Regions from separate parts of the Gossypium hirsutum genome. Here region 1 is linked to region 2. The links are chromatin contacts, called in public Hi-C maps. All regions are on one chromosome and are shown on one strand. Each heading gives the region's core, a stretch centred on a gene start, on an enhancer-like site or on the middle of the called end of the contact. The rest is flanking DNA. Distances are from core to core; before and after follow the strand shown.

Region 1 (3,204 bases), core at 389-2,888, 180 kb before region 2:
TATCATGCACATAAATTTTCAAACCAATCCAATATCTCTATTAAATGATTAATTTTTTATATAAAACAAATAGTTAAAAAATTTTAATTTAGATCAGATTTGAAATGTTTGATGTATAATGTTTAAAATGTTAAAATATTACAAAAAATATATTAAAAGATATAAAATAATTTTAATTTTGTGCTGATGTAAATGGATTCGTCCCCTTTCTTTTTACCTAACTAAATTAATAATTTAGGTATAATTTACCAAAACCTCACACCAATTTATGAGAAAAAACCAAACTTCATTTTGGGGGTTAAAACTTTAAAGTTGTCCCTAGTCATCTTTAGCCTCTTTTCTTAGATCGTCTATAGTCGTTTTTGGTTGATTGTCTATTGACTTTTTACCGGTGCACCATTTGTGGCCTTTTTCATTAGGTTGGTTGTTGCCGTTTCTCTCGGCCTTCTATGGCTTGATATCTCTCCATTATTTTTAGCTTTGTTTAATTAAAAAGAAAACTCATTTTTTTCTATTTTGTTTCACATTTCATTGTCTCGTTTAGACTAATTGTTGAAAATTACACATTTTTAGAATTTATATTATATTGTAAAAAAGTACAGATAAAATAATGAACAAAAAAATGTAAAAAAGAATAACAAACTGTTTTATTCCACTGTTATAGATGTACACCAGCCCAATCTCTACAACCGTCGATCTCAGAAATGATACTACGTATCAACCATTGAAATAATGAACCCATTCAGACCCAAATTAATAGAATTATAATAAACGACAATGCATAACAAATAAATTAAAACAAAAACAAGTGAAAAAAAATCCCTAAGTCAAATGAACAAGATCATCGAGAATCGTGATCCAAAAGCCCGTGAATAGCCCAGGAAAGCAAGAACTCGCTTTCTTAAGCCAGGAGGGCGGCGAAGAAAGTAGCAGCGAGAGCGGTTGCACCAAAGAAGACACCGTTGGTGGAGGCAGCGGAGGGAGGAGGACCTTGGTCAGCTGTCGGCTCGGAGGCTGGAGTAGATGCGCCTTCTGGGGTGAGAGCAGGAGAGGAGGAGATTGAAGGAGAAGGTGAAGAAGTTGTTGGTGAAGGCGATGGGGAAGTGGTGGGTGATGGGGTAGGAACAGTTGAAGGAGCTGGGGATGGCGTTTGTGACGGTGTTGGGGAAGGTGTTGGAGTCGCCGCCGGCGGTGGTGAGGAGGTTGGAGGAGCTGAAGGTGAAGCTGTTGGGGGAGAAGTTGGAGCTTGAGCCATGCAAGAGGTGGCCAAAAGACCCAAGATCATTAAAACCTTGAACATTGTAGAACTCATCTTCCCAAAAGAAAAAAAAAAAGAAAAAGAAACTCAACAGCTTTGAAATGAGAAAGAAATTGTCGAGATTGAGAGATTTTGGGAGTGAGGGAACTAAAAGAGAGGAAGGGACTATATATATAAAAAAGGGAAGCAGAAAGTGGAAAGATGACAGACAGATAGGAGAGAAAAAGAAGGAATTAATCAAATCAAATCACTAATGTAAAAATATTCTTTTGGATTTGATTATATCAAGTTATGCAAAATGCAACACATTTATATGGAATTTACATTCATACATGGAAGCACATCATGAGCTAGCAGCTAAGCAATGTGTTGTTGGGTTCCCATTGTTTCCTCTGCTTTTCTTTGAAGTTTCTTTAACAACAGTGTACAAAAACTATTACCAACCATAAGGGCTATGATTTGGACATCGATTTTGTCTTTGTAGCACATTTGAGTCAATTTTTTTTGTTTTTAGCGCAACGATTAGGGTAATAAAAATCTTAATTAATAAATTAAAACATATTTATATTAATTTTCAATCAGTGTTTGTATGTAATAATTAGTGGAATCCATGTCAAAGTTAACAATTGATTTACAATAATATCACTTAAATAGCAATACAAAATACAATATGAAGTTTTACCCTATTATCGTATATGGATTGGTTGCTCAAGGTCGGTAAAATGTCACATTCTTACCAATGTTTGGGGGGTTTGACAAATACTTTGAGAAAACCAATTTTGGTCGTTTCTTTCCTTCACGGTCTGTCCTCCGCGTTAAACTTTCAACAACTTCCCTAAAATAATGGTCGAATTATTACTTTTATACCCTCCTTTGAATATTTTTTCGGTCTGCTTATGAATGCGAAAAAGTCAAGATCCAAAGAACTTCATTTGTACACGTGGCACTACCTGGGTGGGTCTTTATTATATTTTAATATTACCTCTAAAAGTTAAAACACTTTTTTAATACACCGTATACGCTTTCAAACTTTTTAATTTGAACATTCTTGAAACGATTCATTTTTCTTGGGCTCGAATTCATCTATACTTACTGGATTACGAATTACGTAATAAATATGCTGATTAGTAATATAGATAAAAATTAAATAAAGTTTTAGTTAAAAGGATAAAATCAAAATTTTAAAATTTACTTTGAAGTATCACTAGTTAATTAAGCTTTAACACAGTTAGATAATGAATAAAATATAATTATTTTACAAAATAAATTATATTATATTTAGGATGTCATTGCTTTTTTAGTATATTTTATATAAAAATTTTATATACACATAATAAGATTTGAAGTTGAGGCATTATGTTTTCAACATCTTTACTTTAACTTTTAATTACAACATTATATGTTTTTATATAATTTTTTATAAATATACTTATTATATAATTTTATTTTTTATTTGAGTTAATGCCACCCATCAATTAAAATCTAATTCAATTAAAAATATCGAAACTTATTCTTTTATAACAAACATTACTATTATAGTAACCTAAAATAACATTAATAATATGATGGTGTTTCCATCATTTAATAAAATTTGAATTTAAAATATCATGATATTTTTTATTTTAATTTTATTATCTCAACTAAAATTTGATTTGTTTCTATATTAATTTTTATAAATATATTTATCATTTTAAAATTTTCAAATCTGAATGGGATATAATTTAATCTATTTTATCCACCTCACCATGTCTAATCCTATGTTTTCAGTACAAATGTCAAAATCACCGTGGCACCTAGTTTCTATGCATTTAGATAATTCTATTGTTAGTTGTCGGATTTTATAGTCGGAAATAAATAATTTTTATAATTTAGTAGAGAAAATCATTCTATTATATAAGTATGAAACAATAAAAAATTGGAATGAAATTAGCTAGGAAGCAGCAGTT
Region 2 (3,487 bases), core at 124-2,623:
ATGGAAAGCAAAACCGTGCCCATGGCTGCAGTAGTGACAGGCAACCTCCGATTTTTGCTCTCCTCGGTCGCGTCGCCCCGCACATCTCCCGATATAACGTTGCCAAGACGGCAGACTCCCAACTCAATTCACCGGCTGCTCTAAAATCAACGAGTTTCAGCAGCCATCTTAGATGTACGCGGCTCCGTAACGTGTCAGGCATCAAATAACCTCCAATTAATTGAAGAATGTATGCCCGAGCATATCGGATTCTTTCAATTTTGGTTGAATCTTCATCCGATCAGAGAATGTGTCACGTAACTAGCCCATCTCGATCTTACCTCCCTCTATTTTCTCCGGAATAGTGCCCAAAAGCTCGTGGCACACCGCCCCCCAATCGCTAGATTAGGCAGACCAGGTGACTGGATACCCGTCCACCGGTAATCCCAATTGCAGACTGACATCTTCTAGAGTGATAGTGCACTCTCCACATGGAAGATGGAATTGTGCGTCTCGGGTCTCCACCTCTCGATCAACGCACTGATTATTTTCGAGTCCACCTTGCATCCCCGGCCTACCGTCGCCACGTGCCAAAAACCCGCTTCCTGCAGGTAGTTCTCTACCAACGGTGATGGAAAACCATGCATATTGTGGATATTGCATTCTAATACCCGATCTACAGGATTTTATAACAAATAATAAATTAATAATTATCTAAAAATGCATAAACAAAAAAGTCTTAAATAATATTTAAAAACTAAATTTAACACTTACCATTTTCATTTGTTCCACCGATATGTGATGCTTATCAAGACGAGTCAATTCTCCGGCCATTGCTGAAATCGTACAAATTTTTACAGTTTAAAAAATTTAAAAAAAAATTTAAACTATTTAAAAAAAGGGAGTTAGGAGAAATTTAAGAGGAACTTGAGAGCAAATTGAGATTAAATATAGATTTGAGAGAAATTTGGAAGGAATTTGAGAGGAAATTGAGATGAAATTTGAGAGAGGATTAGTTTGTGAAAAAAAAGGGGGTGGGGGGTATTTATAGTTTTTTTTTTGGACCGTTGGGGGGGCAATGGTCAAATTTTTGACCGTTGCACTGTTCACGCGCGGAGCAAGTCGCGGCCACGTCAGCAAAGCTTGCTGACGTGGCCGCGACTTGTTGGTGCGTCCCCGGACATCGCGCTGACGTGGACGCGATTTGCCGGAAAATGGCCCATTCTGATAAATAATTAAATACCGGGCCCATTTCGATAATTAAAAAAAAGGCTTTTTGAGTAAATTGCCCTCATGTTTCAATTTTATTATTTTTAAAATTTAAAGTGTGATTCACATGCATAATAAATCCAATCACTTTTCTAAGAGAAAAAAAAAATGGATAGCTTAGTAACAATTAGGGCGCAAGAAATATGAGTACCTTAAAGCCCTCGTGACAAAAGTTTCCTTTCTTAGCAGTACAGTAATGTTCGACCATCAATTATTAATTGCCCAAGCTTCCAGGCCCACCTCGGCTTGAATAATCAGAGCATTTTGAGCTCCACGAACCATTCCAAGGCTACCCCCTCAGCTTTCTCCAACAGGAAATTTCAGGAAAATGGAAAGCCAAATCCCGAGAAAACCCAGAATTCTGTGCCTCCATGGATTCAGAACAAGCGCTGAAATTTTCAAGAGACAGGTCCTTCGATGGCCTGCAGCTGTGCTTGATAAGCTGGACCTCATTTTCCTTGATGCCCCATATCCTGCCCAAGGGAAGTCCGGTGTTGAACGCTTTTTTGATCCTCCTTACTATGAATGGTTCCAAGCTACAGAGGTATACTAGATTTTTCCAAAATATTTACAGTTCAAGTTCATTTCTTTTTACTCCATCAAAGCCTGTAACTGAATCTTTTCTTTATTCTACTTGTAACAAGGATTTCACTGAGTACACAAATTTTGAAGAATGCCTTGCGTTTATTGAAGATAATATGATGAAGAGTGGTCCATTTGATGGTTTTCTGGGCTTCTCCCAGGTGGGGTTTGTTTGAATCATCTTACGAAACATCTTAAAATGTTCAATTCTTGTGCTCAAAATTGATCTGAATAGGTTTTTTAATCTCCCTTTTACCTGATGAATCTCAGGGAGCACTTTTATCTGCTGCATTGCCTGGAATGCAGAGAGATGGATTAGCCCTTACCAGGGTTCCAAGAATCAAGTTTCTGATAATAATATCAGGAGCCAAGTTTGGAGGGCCAAAGTTCGTACATCATAAGCTCACTTCCAATGCATATTCTTCACCTCTTGAATGCCCTTCTCTCCATATCATAGGTATTTTAAAGCTTTAAATAGCAGTCTATTTAATTATAGCTGAAACACAGCAAATATAAACCAATGTTCTGGATTAAATTTCGTTCATATTTCGGTAGAAGCAATCTTCAGGCAATGCAAAAAGACTGGACTAAAACATGGATTCAACTTTAATTTGCAGGAGAAACGGACTTCATGAAACAAGAATCAATTTCTCTGCTGGAATATTTTGTGGATCCTTTTGTGATTAATCATCCCAAAGGCCATACAATTCCAGAACTTGGTGCTTGCAAAGAAAATTAATATTTTTTTTCCAGAATTGCTGTTAATAGTTCTAACCTTTTGTTCTTTTTCAATTTTCCAATTATTCCCAGATGAGAAAAGTACTGAGGTGATGCTTGGGTTCATTGAGAGGATTCAGAAGACAATGGCAACAGCTGATGAACAGATCTACTTAAATGCGGAAACCTAACTAGTCTATTTCAAATAAGACGATTTGGGATGTGATATTAATGCTAGTTATTAATTAAATGAAACTACCATGCATGTTCATGATGAATCAATGTCACGTGAGTAGTTAAAAGAGTCGAAATTCTGAATGATGGAAGTATTATCTCAAACTTTTATTTCCCTTTTCTATTTTTTTCCAATGCATATAACCGTCCGCTATATAGTTATAAAATCGAAGTTTAGAAAATTGGTGAAAAATGGAAAAATAGGTTCGAATTTCAACTTATTTTTAATATATTTAAAAAAATATTACTTTTGAACAAATACATATATATTTTTAATTTAACGTAACCCAACTCTGGTTTGGGGCTTTCAATTTGGACTGAACTAGATACCTGAAGTATGTTCAGGTAAATGATTCATAAAGAAATTGGAACATATTAAATTAAAGACTAATAGAGCCTAATTGGTATAGTCTAATTATTCATATAATTAATTTTAAAAATTTATGATACAAACAGAGTCTCCAAAATGCGTCAGGATATTTATACTTGTTATTTAAATCATGATTAAATTGGTGTCATGAGTTAATCAGATATCAATTTAATTAGAAAAATTATAAAAATAATCTTTCATATTAAAAATAAGTTATATTATTTAAAGGTATTTTAATTTTTTTATTTTAAAAAATAAAGAAATTATAGTGAGATTTAAACTCATGTGAATTGCATTGGCAAAACCTTAAATTTACCACTCAATTTTATTTTGAAC

What was found. Hi-C and Micro-C count contacts between places; a contact is called where the count stands out from the background.
Region 1: a contact with region 2 is called in a Hi-C map of leaf, with 2.1 times the contacts expected there. The contact joins the promoter of LOC107945482 here to the promoter of LOC107945755 in region 2. A contact is called at or near these places in 2 of 34 Hi-C or Micro-C datasets (both in leaf).

The regions. Positions count from the first base shown.
Region 1 is chrD12:24,356,738-24,359,941 of Gossypium_hirsutum_v2.1, reverse strand. It overlaps LOC107945482 (classical arabinogalactan protein 7), which reads right to left and starts at 1,638. Exons shown (of 1, transcript XM_016879505.2): 1 at 626-1,638. The coding sequence starts at 1,312. The coding sequence ends at 902.
Region 2 is chrD12:24,180,322-24,183,808 of Gossypium_hirsutum_v2.1, reverse strand. LOC107945755 (esterase OVCA2) reads left to right here and starts at 1,373. Exons shown (of 5, transcript XM_016879870.2): 1 at 1,373-1,792; 2 at 1,893-1,991; 3 at 2,101-2,287; 4 at 2,448-2,549; 5 at 2,641-2,825. The coding sequence starts at 1,577. The coding sequence ends at 2,738.